2 separate regions of the Mus musculus genome follow, and region 1 is linked to region 2. The links are chromatin contacts, called in public HiChIP or PLAC-seq maps. All regions are on one chromosome and are shown on one strand. Each heading gives the region's core, a stretch centred on a gene start, on an enhancer-like site or on the middle of the called end of the contact. The rest is flanking DNA. Distances are from core to core; before and after follow the strand shown.

Region 1 (6,871 bases), core at 3,345-5,844, 200 kb after region 2:
ATAGAGGATGTATTTGACTAATGAAGAGTCTCATCTTGCAAGCGTGACTTTTTAAAACAAAAATATTTTATGTGATAGAATTATGTTCTACAAAACTCCAAAAATTTCAACCATGTTTGCTTTTGTTCTATGTGATTGCTTCAGGCAAGTGTGTGTTCCTGATTGTATAAAGAAAAAAGGGTGGCTCCTTCTTTCATCTGATGTCTCAGGCCCCAGAAGGAAATGTTGGAAACAAATGTTTCCTGTAACTGTAATGCTCCCTTGAAACATAAGACTTGAAAACCTTTAAGGTCCCAATGGAGGAGCTCGAGAAAGTACCCAAGGAGCTAAATGGGTCTGCAACCCTATAGGAGGAGCAACAATATGAACTAACCAGAACCCCCAGAGCTCATGTCTCTAGCTGCATATGTAGCAGAAGATGGCCTAGTCGGCCATCATTGGGAGGAGAGGCCCTTGGTCTTATGAAGATCATATGCCCCAGTACAGGGGAATGCCAGGGCCAGGAGTTGGGAGTGTGTGGGTTGGGGAGCAGGGCAGGAGGAGGCTATAGAGGACTTTCAGGATAACATTTGAAATGTAAATGAAGAAAATATCTAATTAAAAAAAAACAGTATTAAAAAAACAAAAAACAAAAAACAACCTTTAGGGATCCCAGTGTTCCTTCAGAATTGATTTTGACCCAGTAGAGTTACATTCTAAATAACTTTCATGCCAAACTAAGTTAAGAGGAGTGATTAGACAGCTTAAAATAGTTTTTTAAAACTAGTTTTCCTGTTAAGAGGAAGAAGTGCTGTGTATCCTATGACTTGAGAATGATTTTTAAGCTGCTGATGTTTCTTCCTCCTCCTCTTCTCCTTTTCCTCCTTCCTCCTCCTCCTTCTCCCTCCCCCTTTTCCTTCCTTCTTCTTCCTCCCCCTCTTCCTCTGTTTTATTCTTCCCCTTTCTGTACCCCTCTTCTTTTTTTAAATGCATGGGGTTATAAGCAGGTATCTCTAGGGATGTTCATGCACCATAGAGCTGTAAAGAAATACCAAAAATAAGATCTAGAGCACTGGTTCTCAACTTGTGGGTCCTGATCCCTTTAGGGTTGAATGGTCCTTTCACAGGGATCACCTAAAACCATTGGGAAACACAGATATTTATATTATAATTCATAACAGCAACAAAATTACAGTTATAAAGTAGCAACTAAAATAACTTTATGGTTGAGGGTCACCACAACATGAGGAACTGTATTAAAGGGTCACAGCTGTAGGAAGGTGGAGAACCATTGTAGAGGATATAAAATATGAACACATTATTGTATTACTAATAAACCACTGCAAATTCTAACATGTATTAAATATTCATTGTATGTTAACCTGTGTAGGTGGAATATACAAGGTCCATAATATCCCAGTGAAGGTAAATTATTATCCTTATTTTAAGGATGATAGAATGAGGAGCCAATGTGATAGATCGTATTACAAACACAAGGCCCTGAGCTCAGTCCCCCAGAAGAAAAAGCCAGATATTATGGCACATGCTTATCATCCAGTGCTAGAGAGATGGAGACAGGTGGAAGCTGGGGTCTCACTCTTTAGTCAGACTAGCATTTTTCAGGACAGAGGGAAATCTTGACTCAAAAAGCAAGGTTGGAGAGCACCCAATATTATTCTCCACCATTTGTCAACACAAGCACAAAGGCATGCTCCAGAATGCACATACATGAATGCCCATCCCCCACATAATCCCACAAGAACGAAATGAGCTGAGTGGAGTGATATATACCTGTAATGCTACTTTGAGCTACATTATTGACTTAAGTATGGGCACTGTAATGGGAGCAGAGAAAACAAAAACCAAAACCCAAAAAGAGAGAATGAGACTGAGAAGGCAAATATAATTTTCTCAAGATCAGAGAGGGAGGAAATCATTGAGTTCATGTACAGAGGCACACACAGATATTTATGGGCAAGCATCTCATCAAAGCATTGCCTATAGTAATAGAGTCTGGAGACCATCCAAATTCTGAACACTTAGAAATGGCCTCAGTGGCCAGGCCAAAAATGGAAAAGGGCAAACAAAACACAAAGAAGAAGGAAATCGCTCCAAACCCCAGTTTTTTAAATAACCATAAGGAGATGTCAGTGCGTATCTTTGGAAATCTTTTCTATCTGAACCAAACTTGGAGTCATACTGGATATATTACCTTGAAGTCACGCTTTTTATTTTTATTTTTTATAGAGAACACCACACACTGTTTTCAAGTCATTAAGTATACTATTTATTTTAACAACTCCATGGTATTATCTTATTAATATATATTATATCTTACTACAAATCTTTTTATCATTGAATCTACTATCTTTTAACTATTATTTAATGATACCGCTACTGTCCCTAATTCATCATACCCAGGAAGTAACTCTGACTCTCTAGGGCCTTTTGCCATGTGTTGGTACCAACTATGCCCACGTAGTCACTGTGGTGGTTTGAAGAATTGTCCTATAGACTCATGTGTTTAATGCTTGGCTCATAAGGAGTTGCACTATTAGGAGGTACGGCTTTGTTGGAGGAAGTGCGTCATTGTGGAGGTGGGCTTTGGGGCTTCATTTATGCTCAAGCTAGGACTACTCTCAGTCTCTTTCTGCTGTCTGTTGGTCAAGATGTAGGACTCTCACCTCCTCCAGCACCATGTCTGCCTGCATGCTTCTTGAAATGATGATAATAGACCAAGCCTCTAAACTCTAAGCCAGCCACAATCAAATATTTTCTTTTTTAAGAGTTACAGTGGTCCAGGTGTCTCTTCACAGCAAACCCCAAGACAGTCACCAATCCTGGATAGTATACAAAGAAGTATATTTAGAAGTGAAATTGGAGGTCTCAAAAAGCAATCTCTCTTACTGTATTTTATCTTTTACATAATCATACATTGTATTTCACTAAAACTCTGCAAAGAGAACTTTTTTTTTAATTAGACATTTTCTTTATTTACATTTCGAATTTTATCACCTTTCCTAGTTTTCCCTCTGAAAATCCCTATCCCTTCCCCCCTTCTCCTGCTCCTCAACACACCCACTCCCATTCCTGGTCCTGGCATTCCCCTAATACTGGGGCATAGAACCTTCACAGGACCAAGGGCCTCTGCAAGGAGAACTTCTCTGGAGTGGCTTTATAACCTGCCATAGGGTTTCTATTGCTGTGAAGAGACACCATGACGGAGGTAACTCTTATAAAGTAAAACATTTAATTGGGGCTTACTTAAAAGTACACAGGTTTAGACTATTGTCATCATGGTGAGAAGCATGGTGACAGATAGGCAGACAAGGTACTAGAGAGGTATCTGAGAACCCTGTATCTGGGTCAGCAGACAGCAGAAGCAAGAGAGATCCTGCTCCCAGTTTGAGCATTTGAAACCCCAAAGTCCACCCTCAGTGACACGCAGTTCCTCCAACAAGACCACATCTACACCAACAAGGACATCCTATTAGTGCCACTCTCTAATGACCAACTCATTAAATATATGAGCCTAGGGAGGTCATGTCTATTCAGAACACCACATAACTCTACATGACTGTACCATGCCTTGTTATTTAATTGGATGATCAGTAAGTGAAACAGGAATAAAGGAAGGCAATGTAATATATCCAGCATTGAAAAATTAAAAATAATTAAAATACTAGTTCTAAAAATATTGACAACAATTAAAAGGAAAAGAGAAAAAGAAATGTCCATAAGTAATGATAGAGAAAAAGTAGCAGATTTGATAAAAATATGTGATAGAATGCTAGCTATTTTGGTAGTGTAAGCCTGGGAGAATTTAAAAATATGATTTTTTTGAGAGGCTAAGGTATAGTTGTATTATTTGCTAAATTTCCCACAATATTTTAGGAAAGATGGTAAATACATGAATTTCATTTGCCAACATATTTCCAACTCTGAGCTGATTTTGTTAGATAATGGTATGCACAGGTGTTTTTCTTAGACAAGATACTTTCAGTATTTCTCTATAGCCAGAAAGCAGTGAATTCTTAGAACCATCCAATGAAGTTAGTATTGCTTTTGTTTCAGTTTTACCACACTATGGCCCTTAGATACTCAGTAGCTTGCTTATGGTAACCAGCTAGGAAATATCAAGGTTACGATTTGTGGTAAGTTTCTGGACTTCAAAGTTCATGTGTCTTCTGACTAAGTATTAAAATGGTTATAGACTCAGTAAAAAAAAATTAGTTCATTAACTGAAAACTTTTAAATACTCTCAAGAGACTTAAACTATTACCTTTGAATCAGCGATTACATTTATGAAGTAGCACGGGGAGGAAGTGTGTGGCGATTGCTTCATGTCATCTCTTTGCTCTAATAACCTATAAACTTAGGCTTAACCTGTAGATTCTTTTTTTCTACAGAAAATGCTTCTCCACTTCCCCTCCACTCATGTACGCATCCTATTCTGGTTCCTAAAAGTTTTGTGTTCAAATTTCCAGTGTAAGATTTAGCTGAATGGTGCTGTGTTTCCTGTAGAAAATGTTTCACCAACATTCATGTGTTCTGTGTTCATGTGGTATAGTGGCCACTACATATGCATTTACATTTTTCTTCAATGAGAGCCTTTGTTATTCCTTTACTACAAACATTCTTTAAAAAACCCCAAACCCCAAAATGAGCATTGCAATTTACTGCTGCTATAGAAACGTGCAAATTCAATGTCTGTGGTCGCCCAACTCTTCCTGCAGAAGGTTTGCTTTCTTAAAATCAAGCAAATATTTAATTTGTCACATGTATAAGGCAAGTGTTGTTATAACTTCATTGTGCCATATTTAGTGTCATGACAGTAGCGACAGAATTTTTCTTATGGCTTTTGATAGGCTTTTTTGGTCTGTTGTCTTGAAACCTATCTGACAACAAATACAATACGTTGTTATCATGGTGGGATGGGCACATCTTGTTTCTTTTTTGAAACAGTAGTAATTTGTTCTTTATTTTCTTGTCATGCAGAAATTATGATCCTTTATTAAATTCATGTTTTTCACCCCAGCCACTCTCTCTTTTTTTTTTTTTTGGCAGTATTATTTCACCATTTTTTTTAATTCGGTATTTTCCTTGTTTACATTTTCAATGCTATCCCAAAAGTCCCCCATACCCTCCCCCACCCCCCAACCCCCTACCCACCCACTCCCCCTTTTTGGCCCTGGTGTTCCCCTGTACTGGGGCATATAAAGTTTGCAAGTCCAGTGGGCCTCTCTTTGCAGTGATGGCCAACTAGGCCATCTTTTGATACATATGCAGCTAAAGACAAGAGCTCCCGGGTACTGGTTAGTTCATATTGTTGTTCCACCTATAGGGTTGCAGTTCCCTTTAGCTCCTTGGGTAATTTCTCTAGCTCCTCCATTGGGGGGCTGTGTGACCCATCCAATAGCTGACTGTGAGCATCCACTTCTGTGTTTGCTAGGCCCTGGCATAGTCTCACAAGAGAGAGCTTTATCTGGGTCCTTTCAGCAAAATCTTGCTAGTATATACAATGGTGTCAGCATTTGGAAACTGATTATGGGATGGAACCCTGGATATGGCAGGCTCTAGATAGTCCATCCTTTTGACACAGCTCCAAGCTTTGTCTCTGTAACTCCTTCCATGGGTGTTTTGTTCCCAATTCTAAGAAGGGGCAAAGTGTCCACACTTTGGTCTTCATTCTTCTTGAGTTTCATGCGTTTAGCAAATTGTATCTTATATCTTGGGTATCCTAAGTTTCTGGGCTAATATCCACTTATCAGTGAGTACATATTGTGCGAGTTCCTTTGTGATTGGGTTACGTCACTCAGGATGATATCCTCCAGGTCCATCCATTTGCCTAGGAATTTCATAAATTCATTTTTTAAAATAGCTGAGTAGTATTCCATTGTGTAAATGTACCACATTTTCTGTATCCATTCCTCTGTTGAGGGGCATCTGGGTTCTTTCCAGCTTCTGGCTATTATAAACAAGGCTGCTATGAACATAGTGGAGCATGTGTTCTTCTTACCAGTTGGGACATCTTCTGGATATATGCCCAGGAGAGGTATTGCAGGATCCTCCGGTAGTACTATGTCCAATTTTCTGAGGAACCGCCAGACTGATTTCCAGAGTGGTTGTACAAGCCTGCAATCCCACCAACAATGCAGGAGTGTTCCCCTTTCTCCACATCCTCGCCAACATCTGCTGTCACCTGAGTTTTTGATCTTAGCCATTCTGACTGGAGTGAAGTGGAATCTCAGTGTTGTTTTGATTTGCATTTCTCTGATGATTAAGGATGTTGAACACTTTTTCAGGTGCTTCTCTGCCATTCGGTATTCCTCAGGTGAGAATTCTTTGTTCAGCTCTGAGCCCCATTTTTTAATGGGGTTATTTGATTTTTTGGAGTCCACCTTCTTGAATTCTTTATATATATTGGATATTAGTCCCCTATCCGATTTGGGATAGATAGGTAAAGATCTTTTCCCAATCTGTTGGTGGCCTTTTTGTTCTTATTGACGGTGTCTTTTGCTTTGCAGAAGCTTTGCAATTTTATGAGGTCCCATTTATCGATTCGTGATCTTACAGCACAAGCCATTGCTGTTCTATTCAGGAATTTTTCCCCTGTACCCATATCTTCAAGGCTTTCCCCTACTTTCTCCTCTATAAATTTCAGTGTCTCTGGTTTTATGTGGAGTTCCTTAATCCACTTAGATTTGACCTTAGTACAAGGAGATAGAAATGGACCAATTCGCAATCTTCTACATGATAACCGCCAGTTGTGCCAGCACCAATTGTTGAAAATGCTGTCTTTTTTCCACTGGATGGTTTTAGCTCCCTTGTCAAAGATCAAGTGACCATAGGTGTGTGGTTTCATCTCTGGGTCTTCAATTCTGTTCCATTG
Region 2 (6,348 bases), core at 2,180-4,679:
TACTTAGAGGAGGTTCTCTGTGGGGCATAAGCGAAAACTCACAAGGATCGTTGGAAAGCAAAATAAAACGAAACAAACCCTGCCAGTAAGTTCTTGTCTGTGTTGCTCAATGCCTCCTTCTCCACCTCAGGACTTGTTAACCTCACAGGAACTCTGGGCTGGATTCCTCCTTCAGCACAGCACAGTCCTGGTATGGGAGTTTAGGAGATTCTGTTCTTAAGGAAGTATTACGCGGTATTCCCTCTCTCTCTGCTATGGATTAGACCTCCCACTTGACATCCTCTTTGCTCTGTTCAGCTGGCTTAAGGAAGAGTTAAGGACTTCTTTTGGCTTTCGAAATCCCGATTGCCTGGAGCGTGAGTCTTTTTCTGGGGCTTAGGTCTTGCTCTATGTAGGTTGACCTGTGGCTCCAGCTTGCTCCCCTTTTTCCTGTTGAGTGTTGGCGACATCCTGGTTTTCTTGAGTCATTAGTAAAGTGGAGGATACCCATTTCATGCTTTCATAAAGCCCTCAACCCTCTGACATAAACTTAGGCCTTATCCATGTGACTAACTGGCTAAATGAAAGATGTGTTGCTAACAGTGCGCTACGTCTCTGTAGTAGCCTCATCACTCTGGAATCTCCAGAAAAGACTTTCTGAGGATGTGTGGAACCCTAGGGATTTGTGGCATACACTTGGAAAGCACACCAGGAGAGACCTGTAACCTGGGATCTTGAGGACCCTAGCATCCACTTACTGCATTATGTTGAAGGCAATCCACACAGATTGTTCTATGTTTAGTTTTCATTGAATCATTTAAGGTGCTTGAGTCTGTGCCCCATGTTCCTGAAAGGCCACAATCTCAGAGGCAAACTTCACTCTGTATACCTGATGCTACACAGGAAGGAAGTAGCGAGAACTCTGCCTAAATTCTGAGCTATACTGCCTCCCTGCGATATGCGTCGTCTGCTACCTGATACTGACATCAAGGTCTGCCCTGGACTTTGGTTCTTTGAACTGTCCCCCCTGACTGCCACCTCTGGCCCTGGCATTTGGCTAGTGAGGTGCTCCCAGCTCAGGGATATGCTATAATAATAAGCTAAAGGCAGCAATGGATTCTGGAACACCCTTCTCGTTTAGCTCTGTGTATCACCTGTTTCCTAATTGCCTCAAGCAAACATCACCCTCTCTCACTGTCCTCACCGACCGTTGTCTGCACAAGCCCCAAGCTCTTCTCATTTCCCTTTCTCGATAGCCCATGTATCTCAAGTATTATCCTCAGAAAGGAGGTCAGTTGGACTCTAGGATCTTAACTAAAGGAGGTCCTCCAAGTGTCCGTACCTTTTCAATGGGGAGACTGAAGCTAGGGTCTGGATTTTTCCCAAGGCTGGTTCTGCTTCTCCTATGGCTATCTTCTCAGAATGAAGAAGCTCCTGGTTGCCTCCGAGGCTCTTTCTACTTCACGACCATGGAAGCCAAGGCACCCAAAGCAACTGTGGACTGCTCAAGGGGTGGCTAATTTGGGAAATCTCACATCAGTTCTGAAGCTCGGGTTGCCAGCTGTCATCTCCTTGATTCCAGGAGCTTGAGAGTTTCTCATCACTATAGGAATGAGGATTTAGACCATAGTGATGTGTTGGTGGCCTTCTGTGACCTCTCCACAGGGACCGCAGGAACACCATGGTTCACTGATCTAGTAATGAAGGCTATGGCTGTGGAATTCTTCCACACTTTGCATTTTTGGACTGTCGTGTGAAGCATGTGTCCTGTTCATTGGATAGCAAAGTAAAGGCCTGGTTTATTAACCCAGTGTCCTTGTACATCTTCCTCGCTCCTTCTTTCAAATCATGTAAATCACACATGCCTCCTCCAGGAAGTTTTTCAGGAGTTCTTTAGTTGTTATCTTTGCCATTAAATCCTACACATTATACAACCAAAGGTTCACCAAGCTTTGCACACTGAGTGTCAAATCACTGTGGTTGGTCGTTTATGCTATAGCAGGTTCAGCTGACTTCCTTGTTCAACAAATATATGATTACATTACATTCTGTCCATCCAATCATCATCTAATCACATGAGGAACGTTTTGCTTATGCTATTTCATGAATAGTGTGCTGGGGGAACAAAGATAGACCATGTATGACTCTAATGGCCTAGGACTTAGGCACACACTGCAACAAACATGAAGATCTGAACCTTTTTCATAGCTCCTGCTCATTAGTCATAGTTGTGAGCCTTGAATCCCATACTCTTGTCGATGCATTGTTTCCTCATCTATAGGGATGTTACCTGCCTTACTAGAGCTTTTATGTGATAACACAGAGCCTTGAGAATCCATCATTAAAAACAAAACAAAACAAAAACCCAAATAAACAAAGTAAAAAAACAAACAAAACAAAACAAAAACAAATAAAAAACTACCCTCGTTGGCCTGTAACTTTCCATCTAACCCAGGCTAGCCTGAATTACTAATCGTCATATCTCAGTTGCCTGAATGCTGGGGTTACAGGCCTGGGCCACCACAGATGGGTCATGAGATCCTGCATCTTACATGCTGAATTTTTCTCTGAGGCAGGTATCAGTGTGTAGGTTAATAAGCAGGATGCTTACTCTGGAGTACATTGGGATCAACAATTGTGAAACGCATGGAAGGAATCAGGATTGGAAGGAGCCATCAAGCTGTGAAGGTGTCTGAGCATAGCATAGCCTCAGAGAGAGCTCTGCATAGACCACACTAGAATGCTCTTTGAGAACTGTCCTGAATTGTGGTGGCATGACGGTTGATCAGTGACAATGTAGCTTTGCCTGGAAGGATACTTGAGTCTGACCCTGTTCAGCTAAAGTTGTCTCCAAAGAAGCTGGCAGCTGAGTGTCAGTTGGTTGTACCAAGCAACTGTTTTTAATGATGGATGCATGGTACCTAGCACAAAATAAGCAATCAGTATTTAGGGAATGTTTTCACCCAAGCACTATTCATTCAGCAAGTGGTTACTATTTGGACAATGTTCTACTACTGAGCTCCTTATACGAGTCGTGCACCATGGCTACAAATAGGAAGTTTATAATATGAGGTAGGTTCAACACTGGCTTCCTGGAAGAGTAGACCTGGAGATGTGACTTCCTGGATCATGGGCCCTGGGACTCGGTATTTCCTTGTCTTTCTAGAAGATCATTTCTTGAGATGAGGTGCGAGGTGTCTCAGGGGTGGGACTCTCCATCACGGCCCACCTGATGGTGCACCTGTGCACCACGGGAAACTCCCTGCTAAACTTACATTAACTGTTTGAATTCCCAGTAGCTTGGAACTTCCCCAGGGGTCCCATTGGCTCTGTGACTTTCCATCACTTAAGTAATTGGAGGATGGAGCCGAATGGAAATAATCTATACGCTTTCTTCTGTGAGTCACCAAAAACTACAGCCCAGAGTGTGTGTAACTGCTTGACTTACTTTTCCTGTATGCAAATGAGCTGTCATTACAGTTCAGTAAGTAGAGACTCTACAGAGTGAACATGAGACCATTATAGTTTCTATTTGAAAAAGACAGAGATAGCTTGGTACAACTGTCTGCCTTGGCAAGAGCCCTTGGTAGAAAGTGCTTTTGGGTTGGGACCTTACAACTCTTTGGGAAGTGTTTGTTGGTACACTCTGGCCCCATTTTCCAGCTCTTGCCTTGACCAAGACATAGCAGGAAGTAGATGATCTCTAGTGTGGGGTAGGTTGTTTTTATCTCCACAAGTCACCCAGGTGATCAGAGAAGCTTTCCGGAAAGCAATGGCTTTGATGTTCTGGGTGACAAGCTGTGAGTGTGCGGCAGGAAAGGAGGGTTTTGAGGTTGGAGAAATGAAACTACTTTGGGTGGTGACTTCATCACTTGACACCCCTATGGTAGGAAGGTTCTTATAAAAGAAAGGTGAATGCAAGGGTAGGTATGAAAAGGAAAGTTTGAGGTGGACAACAGTGAGATGACGGGCTTCTCATGGTTCAGGGAAATCTACCGGCACCATCGACCTTCTAGGACCCTTCTTCCTCCCACACTTCACCGAATCCTCAGTTTCACCAGTGACCATGTTTACACCTGTTATCTGCTCCATTCTTCGCACATGATGTTACCCTGACCCCATGTGTGCCTACTGCTCAGGGAGCTTGGCTTAGAAACCAGAGTTCTTGGGACAAATAGCCTTTCTCCATAGAATCATAGTGGCCCTCACTGACCTGAGAGCATCCCGTCTTCCAGTTCCCAGTTTGTAGAAGCTATACCTTCCCCTACCCCTCCGAGCTTCTCCTCTGTGGAGCCCCAATGTTCTGTTCATGGCTCTTCTGAGCCTTGGCTTCTTAAGCCCTAACTGGGACTGATAGCAGTCCCTGCCATTCTCTTTAGGTCACCGCTGTGCAGAGGAAAGGCTTCACACACTGCCTGAGTTGCATTTCTTGAGGGTGTTTTTCCTCGATGGCTTTTTTTTTTTTTTTTTAGCTGTGCTGGGGAGTCAAGGATATATGACCTCACCAATTAGTGATCAAATCTTTGACACCCTTAGGTGTTACCCAGGATACTAGTTTAGCCATTTGGAACCAGGTGTGTCTAACCTGTGGCCAATAGGCCACTTGAGTCTTACGATAGCTGTTAATGCAGTTCACTACTTTCATAGATGACACTATCATATCGCAATAGCAAAAGGTTGGACAGCTCTGTAAGATTTAGCCCATCTATCTTCTGAAAACAGGAATATGTGCAAGGAATGAGTGACTGCTGTGTGCCAGGGAAGAAACATGATGCTGCGTGGGACTGATTACTGCTTCGTGCTCAGTGCTGGCTCACACAGTAATGTGTTCATTTCTTTGGTGTTTTGTTGTTGTTGTTGTTATTGGTTTTTATTTGCTTGTTTTTGTTTTTTGTTTTTGTTTTGTCCCTCTTTTGTATTTAAAACAAAGCAAACATCTTGGTCTATTTATTTCTTTTCAAGCCCCTTTTCAGTAAGTGTCTAAGTCTCCAAGTGCTTGAGGCTTAGTAACTTATAAAGCAAAGATGCTTGTTTAGGTTTGTGTTTCTGGGCTTTGGGAAGTTAGTTCATGGTTGGGCAACTGCATCTGCCTTACAATATGGCAGAAGTCGGAAGGCGGAGAGGGTGCAGTGGGAAGAGATAGTAGAGTGAGAACAGCCTTGCTTGTAACTACCAAGCACTGGGATAGCAAACACTCACCATGGTAAGAATTAACCCAGTTCTCTAAGAAAGCTCCTTACTAAGCAGGAGGATCAATGAGTGACAGCAGTTAGACACTGAGAATAACAAAATGCTTATCAAGCCCCTACTGTGAGCTGGGGCTGTATTGTGTTGACTTCCTCAGCATCCAAGAAGGTAACCACGGCTGCTATCTATCTTTGAATACAAGTCAGGGTCAGAGAACCGAAGAGATACTTGCTACTTACTGGGACTCTCATTTTGACCCCTGGCAGCCAGTGTCCTGAGATTGTCCCTGATGCTTTCATGCTTAGCCTTGATGGATTTCATAGAATTCAGCAAGGATGGGAGCCAGGTTGGGCCAACCCTCCTGGAACCATCCAGCTGTATCTGTATTCGATCTTTTTCAGGGCCTTCTTTGGGGAGAGCAAATACCCTCTGACATCACACCTGTGCTCAGAAACGTCTTGGTTGAACAGCCAGGTATTTGGCTTTCCTCAGCTGCTACAGGTGCCCCAGTCTACCGGCCCGATCTATTTGCAGTGGTCAGATGGTGTTTGGATGGATTCCTGAGAAATCCATCCATGGTCACTTATTTTCTAGCAGGCTCATTGTTTCCTGCTCAGTGTGTAAGATCTGCTACCCATGGCTGACTGATCGTGGCAACATCTGTGCGGCCATTTGGCCTCACGGTCCGAGTAAACAACCAGCTGCCCCAGATGAGGAAGCTAAATTACTGAGAACAGAACTGGTGAGCCTCTGTTGTGATGGATTGTGTCTCCCATCTCCATCCTTTAATGATGGACCCCCTGCCTTACCCAGGCACTGCTTATCTTTGTTGAAGCTCCTTTGCCATTGTATATTCCCCCCCCACCCCCCCCTTGCTGCAAAGAAGATTACATGGCCCTACCTTTGGCCTTATGATGTGGAGAAGAGGATGAGGGACCTGAGCATACTTGGAATTCTGCTGCAGATACCAAAGCCAAAGGGCTAAGGAGTGGGCTTCCAATCAGCCTTCTTGTCTCTTAATTCTTAAGGATCTTGGGTGGCCTGGATCTGCCTGTCACAGATACTGAGTCCTTTGTTTTGCCTAGTCACAGAAAGTATGACATAAACTTTGGGTCCCAGCAGTTGACATTTTGCGATGCCTAAAGGCCTTTAGCAGACCCATGGTTTGCTTGGCCATGTCAG

What was found. HiChIP or PLAC-seq counts read pairs in DNA pulled down with a chosen protein or histone mark.
Region 1: a BATF HiChIP or PLAC-seq map of CD8 T cells shows a contact between it and region 2, with 7 read pairs. The contact joins two enhancer-like sites. A contact is called at or near these places in 4 of 484 Hi-C or Micro-C datasets (B cells, the CH12 cell line and Th1 cells) and 2 of 115 datasets of contacts at active chromatin or transcription factors (CD8 T cells and effector CD8 T cells).

Annotation. Positions count from the first base shown.
Region 1 is chr15:62,362,392-62,369,262 of GRCm38.p6, forward strand. No RefSeq gene overlaps it. Among named protein-coding and RNA genes, the nearest start is that of Gm41333, 300 kb to the right of the region's middle. Within about 2 kb of position 4,595, at least 5 of the 459 cell types and tissues checked have an H3K27ac peak or open chromatin away from gene starts, as enhancers often do. A contact at or near this core is called in CD8 T cells, where this site is marked.
Region 2 is chr15:62,166,057-62,172,404 of GRCm38.p6, forward strand. All of the region lies in intron 1 of Pvt1 (Pvt1 oncogene), which reads left to right. Among named protein-coding and RNA genes, the nearest start is that of Pvt1, 130 kb to the left of the region's middle. Within about 2 kb of position 3,430, at least 65 of the 459 cell types and tissues checked have an H3K27ac peak or open chromatin away from gene starts, as enhancers often do. A contact at or near this core is called in CD8 T cells, where this site is marked.